3 separate regions of the Mus musculus genome follow, and regions 1 and 3 are each linked to region 2. The links are chromatin contacts, called in public HiChIP or PLAC-seq and Micro-C maps. All regions are on one chromosome and are shown on one strand. Each heading gives the region's core, a stretch centred on a gene start, on an enhancer-like site or on the middle of the called end of the contact. The rest is flanking DNA. Distances are from core to core; before and after follow the strand shown.

The links. A called contact is a pair of places that touch in the nucleus more often than the background predicts. HiChIP or PLAC-seq counts read pairs in DNA pulled down with a chosen protein or histone mark.
Region 1: a Micro-C map of embryonic stem cells shows a contact between it and region 2, with 3 times the contacts expected there. The contact joins the promoter of Prdm14 here to the promoter of Ncoa2 in region 2. A contact is called at or near these places in 8 of 39 promoter capture datasets (the C10 cell line, the HPC-7 cell line, cranial neural crest and 2 more), 1 of 15 datasets of contacts at CTCF or cohesin (large pre-B cells), 3 of 484 Hi-C or Micro-C datasets (all in embryonic stem cells), 7 of 115 datasets of contacts at active chromatin or transcription factors (acute myeloid leukemia, cardiomyocytes, craniofacial prominence and 2 more) and 2 of 9 other capture datasets (adipose tissue and liver).
Region 3: a contact with region 2 is called in an H3K4me3 HiChIP or PLAC-seq map of bone marrow-derived macrophages, with 3 times the contacts expected there. The contact joins the enhancer-like site here to the promoter of Ncoa2 in region 2. A contact is called at or near these places in 11 of 39 promoter capture datasets (the 3T3-L1 cell line, 3T3-L1-derived adipocytes, the C10 cell line and 7 more), 5 of 484 Hi-C or Micro-C datasets (the N1E-115 cell line, cortical neurons, liver and 2 more), 13 of 115 datasets of contacts at active chromatin or transcription factors (the 230-238 cell line, the SCID.adh cell line, bone marrow-derived macrophages and 8 more) and 4 of 9 other capture datasets (adipose tissue, liver, macrophages and 1 more).

The regions. Positions count from the first base shown.
Region 1 is chr1:13,124,958-13,128,770 of GRCm38.p6, forward strand. Prdm14 (PR domain containing 14) reads right to left here and starts at 2,206. Exons shown (of 8, transcript NM_001081209.2): 1 at 2,153-2,206; 2 at 209-899. The coding sequence starts at 878.
Region 2 is chr1:13,371,807-13,375,596 of GRCm38.p6, forward strand. Ncoa2 (nuclear receptor coactivator 2) reads right to left here and starts at 2,277. Exons shown (of 23, transcript NM_008678.3): 1 at 2,132-2,277.
Region 3 is chr1:13,229,691-13,233,302 of GRCm38.p6, forward strand. The region is part of intron 2 of Ncoa2 (nuclear receptor coactivator 2); the gene reads right to left. Among named protein-coding and RNA genes, the nearest start is that of Gm23169, 100 kb to the right of the region's middle. Within about 2 kb of position 1,966, at least 21 of the 459 cell types and tissues checked have an H3K27ac peak or open chromatin away from gene starts, as enhancers often do. A contact at or near this core is called in the N1E-115 cell line, bone marrow-derived macrophages and memory CD8 T cells, where this site is marked.

The DNA of each region.
Region 1 (3,813 bases), core at 956-3,455, 250 kb before region 2:
AGCCACCGAGGGAAACCACTTGGCTCTTAGTCCTCAGAGCTCACTAAAAGCAATCTCAGGAATTACACGGTTAGGCAAGGAGGACCATGAGAAGCCAGCAGAGAAGGCGGTTTAGAGAGACACTCGCCCCAACATACATCCATGTTTTAATACTGCGTGGTCCGGACCTGTACCAACCAACCCAGACCCAAAATGTAGATTTCCTTACCAGAACTCTCTGTGGGAACCAGGATGCCTGAAATTGCATGCTGTAAGTCGGTTGGGTGCTCCGGACTAGCGATGGCTCCATACAGAACGAAGCTCAGTTCCTCCTCTGTGAAGTTGAAGCCGCAAAACGGCAGCTTCCCCTCTTGATTCAAGGTTTGGGGGACAGATATTGACTGGGACGACTTAATTCCATCAGGTAGTAGGGAAGCAATTACCGGGGATGGCAGAAGTAAATTTTCAGCTTCCCACCTCTGACCACTGATTTGGCCACCGCCGCCGCCGAGGACCAAATTTTGGTTGCTGGAACCGCTGCTCCTATGCTCAGTGCTGTCTAGAAATCGTGGTACTTCGGGAGTGAATTGAGGAATTCGGTTCCATGGTGACAATTTGTACCAGGGCAGATTGTAGAGCGGCTCGCTCTGAACAGCCAGACCCGGGTTCAACAAGGGAGCAGTCATCCGAAAAGCATCAAGAGGGGCCATCGCCTGGGACTCAAGCACTGCAGCTGCCAGTTTCCAAGGTTGAAACTCCTCCTCGGTGGTGGCGAGGTTCCTAAAGTGACTGTAGCCTGGGGCATGCGCGTAGTAGGTAGTCAGGTGGTGAGGGTTGCTCTGGGGCAGGTAGTTCGCCTTGTCCTGGGACTGGGTCTCACCAGAGGGCGGTAAGGCCATCGCAAGCTGAGTTTTGCGGATCTGTGGGAAACCGAGCTGGCTGAGTGAGGGGTCCTAGGTGATCTTAACTACTTCCCTCCACCCCATCAAAGTCAATGAACAAAGTTCCCAATTCGATCCCGCCAATCCTAGCTCGAAAAAAGTAACACAAAAGGCACAAACTCCCACACCAAACCGAACTAAAAAGCCAAACGTCTCAAACCTCTAACGAAAATCTGCCTTGGTGTCACCCGACTGAAAGGTGCTGGCTCAGGTCGCCTTCTCTTTTGCTCCCTAAACCACCTTGACTAAGGAATGCCGGTGACCCCCGCTCCCAAGCCCTCAACCCGGCTCCTACAAAACGGGTTTCAATTCCGTCTCTCTTAATTATCAGCCCAACAAAACGAACCACCCGCCTAGGTCTCTACGAGCGTCTTTTTTTTTTTTTTTTTAATATAATTTTTTTAGCCAAGCTACTAGGGCACGACCCTGCACCGGTTTCGGAGCAGGCAGTGGCTTCAGGCGCTCTTGAGTATGCAGCCGAGATAGGAGAAGTGTGCGCTCTCGGTGGGACAGTGCAGAAGGGGTTCTGAGTCGACTCGGCACCCCAAGGAGTTTAGCGAAACGTCAGCGACCCCGGCGGTCCCAACAGCACCGAGGGGAGCGGAGCGGTATTCGTCCTCCCTCTAGAGACCCACGCCCAGCGCCCCTTCCCGCCACATCTCCAATCTCTTGGCAACCCTAGCCATCTCAACCTAGGTCGCCTCTGGAGACTCCGGGATGACAAGTCCCAAGCCAGGCAGCAGAGAGATGTCTCGGTTGTCGCCGACCTGGCCGCGGCGGCCCTGGCCCCCGAAATGCTTCTTTCTCAGTAGCCACACAGCAGGGCTAAGGAGTGAAGACCCGTAGGGTCCGAGGATTTTAAGATCAGGGATCAATGTGTCCAATAAGGAAAACAACCCGGGTCGTGACTCAGATGTTAAAGAACATAGGGTCAGGGGGCGAGGTCAGCCACCACACAGGCCTCTCCGTCTATCTCCCCCTGAGCCCCGAACAGCGCAGGCTCTAACTCCCAAGACAAGCGACTCCGGAGGTGGAAAGCCAAAATCCAATTACGAAGTTTAAAACAAAAACAAAGCCAAAAACAACTAACTAAGTAAAACAAAGAAAAAACAAAAACAACCAAACAACTGCAAAACGAATTTTGAAAGCGATTACAGAGCACTGTTCCCAGCCGTGCTGGAAGCCTGTAGCCTTCGGGGTAGGTCCCTCCAGCGGGCCAAAGACCTACCTACCTCAGGCCAAGGCTAGGGCGGCACCCGCTGGGTCTCGGGACCCTAGACTTCTGAAACCCCCGAAGGCTGTGCAGGCTTTAAGAGGGAGGGTGCAGATCCGGCCTCAGGGTACTTGGAGAGGGAGGCAGTAGAAGAGATCAGGCCTGTGGAGGTCCCCTGATAGTCTTCTCCCCGCCCACCACACTCATTGGCGAGCGCTTGGATTCCTCCCCAGGTCCCCAGAGATCACCCACTTAACCTAACAGTTCTCTTGACCGTTCCCTGGAATCCTGTGAAGTGCGATTGCCCATCTTGCACAGGCAGGTGTTGTTGTTGTTGTTGTTGATTCAGTCTAGCAACGTCAGGAAATCATAGTGTGGCAAATGTTGCCCAAGGCCAGAGCGTAGCAAATGCTAACCAGTGTTCACCTTCTGTGTGTAAACGCACACGTGCACACATGCACACACCACACACGCACACAAACCCAGAAGTGTCGGCGTGAGAACTAAACAAGTGTTACCCTGGGGACCCAATAAATTCTTCTGTGCCCTCACACACACTACACCCTAAAAGGATGGGTGTAGGAAGCTGAGAGCGATGAATAATGACACCTACACACAGCCCCCACTCTCACACGGAACAATTGTTGCCTAAGCAAGGTCTCCAACACACACAAGGACACACACACACAGACACACAGACACACACAGATACACACACAGACACACACACACAGACACACACAGATACACACACACACACACACACACACACACACACACACACACACACACACACACACACATACAGACTGGCGTCTAGGAGGCCAAGCTTGTTCTTAGTCTTGGTCAAATTTGTCAGAGAACCAGGTAGGCTGAGAAGTTAGGCGTTAGACGCTTCTGAGGCCCCGGGGGTCCTTTTGCCCTTTCTGCAGCTTTTATTTCTTGGTAGGGGAGAACTAATCTCCTCACAGGACACCTTCTCCGCTGACCCTGGCTTGCGACCTTGACCCGAGGCTCTGAGAACCTAGGTCCAGACTGTAACTGTGCTCAACGACTGCATTTTTATTCTCCTTGCAAGCGATGAATAGAGAGAAAGGGGCGTTTAATCCCGTTCACATCCGCAGGTCTAAGCACCTAGGGTGGAGAAAACCGCGCCGAAGCTGGTGACCTTGGTCAGGTTCCACACCATTCCAGTTCCTCTTTGGGCCTGTCACGAGGGGGGGGGACCGCTGTGATGAGTGAGGAGAGAGACTCAGTCTCTCCTCCGGACTGATAGTGATTTGATTACTAATCATAAAACGAGGTTAAATGGGAAGCCGCCCGGAGTTCCAAAACTAGCAGAGAATGGAGGTCTCCTGTCCCCTTGGTCCCTTTAGAGCCCCATGAACTGATTCTGCCTGTGTCCCCGGTGAGGAGGCGCATGAGAAGAGCAGGAATATGCGCGAGCGAATATGCGCGGGCTTCGGAGAGCAATACATTCTGCCCTCCCTGGGCCTGAGCACCGAAGACGTAGCATCAAGTGCGGTTGTGCTGATCTACAGGGTTAGCATCCATAATCATTTCACAGTTGCAGGACAGATCCGAAGGGTGAGGCAGCGCTTTATTTTCCGAAACGAAGTGGGAATGGCTAGAGATCCAGGGCTCTGCCTTTTCCATAAGATAACCATTGAGGCAAATATA
Region 2 (3,790 bases), core at 1,027-3,526:
CTGCCAACAAATATTCTTTAGCTGCTTTTGCTAAGTACCCACGCTTGGTATCTTAGTGGCGCTTTGGTTCAAAACTTCATTTTGTTTACCCAAGAACAAGACAAAAAAATATGCACAGCATAACCAGTAACTTTGTTAAAATGTCACACCCAGACCAAGCACGAAACTTTCAAGGAGACTTGGGAAATTGGTGTTGGTCTGATTAAACAAGATCCCAGTGAGGCCAATTCCAAACAAGAATGCTTTAGCACTCCTAAAAATCACCTCACAAGAGGCCACCCCGCGCCTTTACTCTCAGGGTGCCCTTTCAATTCACCATCGTCCGGGTGCTGGACAGAAGCCCAGTGAAACTAACGCAGACCTTCAAAGATCTCACCTGGTGCTGAGATCCAGAACGCGGTCACTATCAACATATGCCATTTTAAAACCGGGCCTCGCAGTTACTGCCACATCCTGAAGTGGCTTTAGACTTTGTCATGTCTAAAACAACGCCTCTCGCAGCACCAGAGAAAAGCAATATCTTCGCGCACCTATGCAGGTCTCCCCGGGTCACAGATTCTGTGAGTGACACTATTCCACAAACCCAGGTGCGGGTGACCAAGGGACGCGCCAGAGTGGAGGGCTCGCGGCGTCTCCAAGGCTCCCCCGCCCCGCCTGCAACTCAGCCCTAACTGGACGGAAGAAACCCCGCCTCCTTCCTGCCTCTGGCTCCCACCATTGGCTTACCGGTACCCGGCAGGTCAGTTCCTGCCTTCCATTGGCTCACTGCCCCATCAGTCAGGCACAGCCAGATTCGGGTCGGTGGGAGGGGAAGGAGTCGGAGGAGGTGGAGTGGGAGTGGGATTAGAGGACGAGGTGGCGGAGGAGGGTGCTCGAGCTCAGGCTCGGGTTTGGGAAAGTTTCCCCTGCCAGTGACAGGCCCTCTAGGCTTGAGGCCCAACGTCACTCCCGGAGAGTAAGGGGCTCGGGTCCCCGATTCCCGCCCCTCAGTCCGCAGGCCCCGGAAGCCACTTGGGGGAGGGGAAAGGGAGGGACCATGGAAGCAGGGACCGAGCCACCCCCGAGCGCGGCCGCGGCGCCTCCAGGACTCCCCCAGGGGCGGGGTGCGGGCACTCCAGCCCGCGGCGCCGACCCTGGACGCCTCCCCGGGAGCCTCCAGGGGCCCGGAGAGGAGGGTCCCCGGCCCAGGGCGTGACCGGGGCGCGAGGGCCGCCAGGACCCCTCCCGCTTCCCGCGGGGGGCCCCCGAGGGCCTGTCCCTGCAGGGGCCGCAGAAGGGGTACGGAAGAGGGGGCGCTGGCGAGCCAACCCGGAACCTCCTGGCCCGCAGCCCGCCTCCCGCCCCCGGCCGCGGCCCCAGCGCGCCTCCGGCACACATGCCCGCACCCAGAAAGTTAAGTCAGGGGCGAGCCCGGCGCGGCGCCGCCACCGCCGCCGCCGCCCGACCCCGGCTCCCCGCCCCCACCGCGGCCCGGCCTGCGCGGCCCGAGCGCTACCGCCCCGAAGCCACCCAAGCCCGAGGCCCCCCAGACGCCCGAGCCCCCGCCGCCGCCCCTGCCGGCCGCGTCACCTTCACACACCCCCGGCACTTCCCAGGTCCTGCCTCCCCTCGGCCGGCTCCCACCCGTGCAGCAGTGGCCGCACGCCTCCCGGGAAGAAAGCACCGGCCGCGACTGCGCCCGCCGGCCCGGGCTTCCCCCGCCTGCCCGGGCTGCGCCGCGCAGCCTCGAGGGGGCCGGAGCAGGGGCCCGCGGCACAACCGCCGCTTCCCAGCCTGGTGCTCACCTCTCGGCCGGCGCCGCGGGCTGCAGCCTCCACCCGCCTCGCGCTCCAGGGCTCGTCTCCCGAGCTCTCTCGCCCGGCGCCCGAGCGCCTCCTTTCTCTCCCGGGGACTCGGCGTCTTCCCGCCCTCCCCCCTCCCCCCGGGAGCCGAGTCCCCGGCTCGGCCGCGCCTCGAGGATGGGCGTCGCGGGCTCCGCACGCCTGGGCAGCGGTGCCCGCACACAACAACAGCCTGCCCGGCCGGCCGGCGCGCGGCTCCGCCGGGCTGCGCGCACCAAGGGCAGCGGCCCGGGTGGGAATGCGGCGCCCCCCGCCCGCCGCCCGTGAGCCCCCAGGGGAGGCGCGCTTACCAATGTGGCCGTCACGCCGTCAGGTGCGGGCTGCCGTCGGCGCTGACCTCCGCCGCCGCCGCGGGAGCCCAGGCTGCGGCCGCCATGTTCCCGTGTTAATAACTGCTGCCTGGTTGTTTATTTCAATGGAGATCCTCCCCCAGCTCCCTCCTCCTCCTCCCCCTCCTCCTCCGCGGCTCTGCACTTGCGGAGAGAGACACAGACCGCGCGAGCTCGCGAGCAGGGGAGGGGGCTCGGGCACGGGGCTGGCCCGCCCTCCGCCTCCCCGCCGCCTCCGAGCGAACGCTGTCACCGCTCAGGGGACCGGGCGGAAACTTGCGTCCCGCGCCCCCGAGCGTGGGCCCGGGAACACCGGGGCTACCCCACCCGCGGGGTCCTCAGCATCTCCCTGGCTGGCGAGACTTCAGAGCTCGGGGAGTTGGACAAGATGGGTGGCTGTGGTCTAGGGACCGTGACCTATGGGTGACTGGAAGTGAAGGGAGAGTCAACAGAGGACTCCATGCGAGGGCAAAGGGCAATGCCCAAAAGAAAGCTAAAAAGGGGGACTGGCCCGGGCCTGGGGGTGGAGGCCAAGGGACTGCCGCGCCTCCGACGGCAGGGACGCTGCGGCGAGAAGGTCGCGGAAAACCTAGTCCCAGAGGTGCCTCCCGCGCGCGCTCAGGCAGGGCCCGGTAGCCGGCAGCCTGCACCCCTCGGGCGCACCTCTGCACCCAGACGCTGTTCCGGGGCGCACTCCTTGGCCACCATGTCCCCTCGGTTTTTTCGTGGATACGCCTCCCCAATTGCTGTCCCTGAGGTCTCTGGAGGGGATAGAGGGGCGTGACCGCGGGAGGCGAACTTACCGGGGTACCACCCCGGGATTGCCTGACAAAGCAAAGGCTGCTCAGTATTTAGAAAGACCGAGGGGAGTGTTCTCCGCACGCAGTGAGACAACAAAAGTTTTGTTTTGTTTTTTAATTGGGGAATCCATTATCAAATCCTCAATGGAGTATTGGGATTAAGGAGACGTGGAGGAGTTTTCACGTTTAAATGTTGTTTGGTTTTTAACTGGAAAAGCAACTTCTTTTCCATTTAGATATAATTAGTTGAAAGAAATGAGCAACATTTGTTTGCTTAACGGAAGTTATCAAAATATGACAGGAACACGTTTCCTTATTTTAACTCTTATGAAAGGTCACTTGCCATAGACAATAAGTGTTTATTGAACTGTAACGACTTGGCACTGCATTAAGTGATTCACACACACTCCAAATTTTAATCCTCAAACCTTACGAAGTAATTGCTATTTTTATACCTCATAAAACATTGAAACCTAAAGAAGTAATTTTTGTAGAGTTACACAGTAAGCAAGGTGGGCAAGATTTGAGCCCAGGTCCATTAATTGCAAAACATGCTTTTTGATCGTATTTTTTTTTTAGCTCCAGTTTATTATGACAAAGAAAAAGAAAAGTATATGCCTACTTGGCTATAGCTAGAAAATATTTAGAAAGCTGTAACAAATGTTAACATTGGTGAGTGGAATCGGAAGGAGGTCTGCAATAGGCTACTTCACGTTTTTCAGGGAAGTGTCTGCTGTTTGGAATGATTGGTTTTGACCACCTGTTAGTAAATTTTAAGGATTTTTTTTTTAATTAGCTAGAATAAATTATGTTCCCCGAA
Region 3 (3,612 bases), core at 716-3,215, 140 kb before region 2:
GAAAAACCAAATGGAGAGAGGACATCATATATTAGTTTAAAGTATCTGAGGTAGTAAAATGGGGTATTACTTTCCTGCAAGGAGTATTAAATTTTTATTAGAACACAGGAATCCTTTTAACTTCATCTTAAACAACACTATGGCTCCCACAGTTACCTACATGTTCAGACTCACAAACTGCACACCAGTACATGCACTGTCCACACTGACAGTTGTTAGCTTGCAAACGTTTACAAGAGTCACTTCTAAGGAAAGCATGATGAAAGACATCTTATTTGGAAGCAGAGTCTCAGTTTAATCTGACTCCTTTACAGTACCATATTGTATATTTGACTTTATAAAGAAACAGCAGGTCAGGCACACAACAACCTCATTAGAAAATGAGTTCAAGGGGGCTGGCGAGATGGCTCAGCGGTTATGAGCAGTGACTGCTCTTTCAAAAGTCCTGAGTTCAATTCCCAGCAACCACATGGTGGCCCACAACCACCCATAATGAGATCTGACGCCCTCTTCTGGTGCATCTGAAGTCAGCTACAGTGTGCCTATGTATAATAATAAATAAAAATCTTAAAAAAAGAAAAGAAAATGAGTTTGAGGCCAGCCTGGTCTACAGAGTGAGTTCCAGGACAGCCAGGGCTACACAGAGAAACCCTGTCTCAGGGAAAAAAGAAAAAAAGAAAAAAGAAAAAAAAGAAAATGACTTCAATACTACAACAGCAGCAGTTGCCAGGACTAAAGAAAACAACACACCCTACAACTACTCTCCAAGGAGATGGCGTCGGCAACTACCTTCTGCGTTCCAGATCCTCTTCTACGCAAGAGTAAGAAGACTGTATAAACAAATGTTTAAGCTAAAAATTCTTCCTCCCCAAAATGCTTTGCTCTTAGATTTACTTTTGTATAATGGCCTTAAAGTGGTCTATTAGACAGTTACTAAAAGACATATTGTATTTTCTGTCTGAAAGCCAATAATACTCATGAATTTTTTAGTGAAAGACACTTCAAGATGCCATTGGGAAGACAGTAATAAACACATTAAACAGAAGCGGGTGGTGGCTCTTTAATGTGCACTGCTATAATCAAATGAATGTCTTGACTCATAGTCACTGGTGACACAAATATTACATTGTGACATTTTCATGTCTACATCTTCCTTAAAGTGGGAGAAAGAAATTCCCCCCAAGCCCCAAATGCCTCACTGGCAAAATTCATTGCAGAATATGTAAGTGGTGTGGGGGTGGGGTAGGGTTGGGGTATATCAGTGTGACATCACTGGCTAGAGCCAGTTTCTGTTTTCTGCGTCCTCTCAGGCTAAATTCCTCAGTGCAGGCACTCACGGGGCTCTTTGAATCTAGACAGAAATAGCAAGACAATTTTTAATAAGGCATCAGATGAGAAAACACAGAAAGAGCACCACTCCTTGCACCCCATAAGCCATTTTCTCCGCACTGCAAGTGAGGTGCCTGCTTCCAGCTAACATTTTAAAATCCAATTTGCTTAAGTATAAATGTAAAGAAATCAGCAAACCAAGAGCAGAGGAAGAAGATTTATGTTAGACTTTCATAACTTGTCAAAGGTAAATTCAATGATCTTTCTTTACTGTTACTTATAATTTCTTTCTGAGACTTAACAGCCTTCCCAGTTGATGTGAGAAAATGACTAAGATGTCAAAGGCCTTCAGCCTGAGGCAATCAGCTTTGTTCCTGACCTCCATGGCGCTCTCTCTCACCCTACAGCATCTTCTTTCCTTGGGGCTTTTTGGTTAGCACTCACTCAGGAGGAGGAGGTTGCACACAGACACTTTGCACACCTCACTCTGCCTGATGTCTTGAGATGGACACATATACACCCTGTTGGTTATCTAACTTCTCTAACCTGCTTGCAAAGCAACTTCAGTCTCACAGATACCAAAGGACAGGCTGGACTCAAACTCAGGTGTGACTCAGTAACTGACACTGGCTGAGTGCCTCATACAGTGATATACGTGCCCTTCACCCGTCCTGTGTGAGCTCACCACCACTGCACACAGGAAGAGAACAAGGCACCAAGAGAACAGTTCTGAAACATGAACAAGGCACATAAGACATTTTAGAACTCAAAAGTTAATCCTGCCAGGAATGGCAATGGCACTCACCTTCAAACCCAGCACTCAAATGCAGAGGTAGGAGGGACCCAATTGTCCCTCAATTTTAATTTTAACTGTAATGTGGGCACTAAAGTGATCTGTTCAGGACATAATGATCACTGAAAAGACCAATTTATAAACTTGAATGTGTTATAGAAATTATTTTCTTAATCTAACTTATTAAAGGCTTACTTCATCATTTGATAGAATCTTTCTTTTTTTCATTGTGTAATAAACACACATCCTTCAGAACTATCCAGTGGGTCAATACATAAGACTCCATTACTGTTGTAGACCGCAGAGTTTAAAGAAAGGAAGTTGCTAGGCACTTTCTCAGGCACACCAAGATGTCTCAGTTTCACTCTAAACAGAAAACTTTCCTTGTAAAATCAGAAATAGTAATTGGCTGATTAAGAACACTAAAGTTGTGAAAGATAATTATAGAAAATGATGCCTGTAACTTTAAGCATTTCATCATAAGTACATAAGCATGAATATCCATCTTTACTGCTCTCTCAGCACTTCCTGGTGTAAACCAGACCTGCAGTGAAGGGGCTATGATTTCCCATTTTTATTTATTTAAAAAGACTTAAGGTTTTTTCTTTTTGGGGGACAGGGGTGTACTGCCTCCTGAATACTGAATACTGACTGGCCTTCACCTCAGGTCCCTGCACTTCAGGCTCCATAGCACTGACTGCAGGCATGCATCTTTACACAGCCCTACTAAGCCCTTAAGAGTGCTTCTTCACTGTTTACCTAAAAGAACATCACTCCCCCAGCTACTATAGATGTCTTACATGTCCCCGTTTAACAGGAAATTGTCCACATGACGTATCTTATTATTTCTAACAAATACATGTTTTCAAATTCAAATTTCAAGATCAATATGCAATTATAGTAACAAGTACAACTGGAATAAACTGGTTGGAAAACAAGAATCTGGCTTTACAAGAATCTGGCTTTTTGGTTGGTCTAAGACACCATCACTGGGTTCAGAAGAGTGAGGTGTCCTGAAGTAGCCACCAACTCAGAGGTGGCTGGGATTCACAGCAGGGACTACAGATGGAGGTAGGGGTACCTGCTCTGTTAGTACAACATAGGTCAATACATTAGAGTTTACACAGGGGTGCTCTATAACATCACTGAAATGACTGTATTCTAGGTATGAGAGAAAGGATAAGAGATCAAGGTGAGGAGGGAGGAGGGAGCAGAAAGCAGAGATGGGGTGTGAGTAGATGGGGGGGATTCAGCCTGTCCTAATGGAGAACATGCCACAGGCACCCGTTCTAGCACACCAGTAAACTGTTAAATCTTGCACAATGCTGTGGGTTAGAGCACACACACACACACACACACACACACACACACACACACACACAAAACTGCATATGCTCACCACTAACCTTGAAAACTTTCATGCTAAGCAATTAAAATGCATATGCACACGTCTAATTTTACATTTGTTCCTTTTTCTTAATATTAAGAAA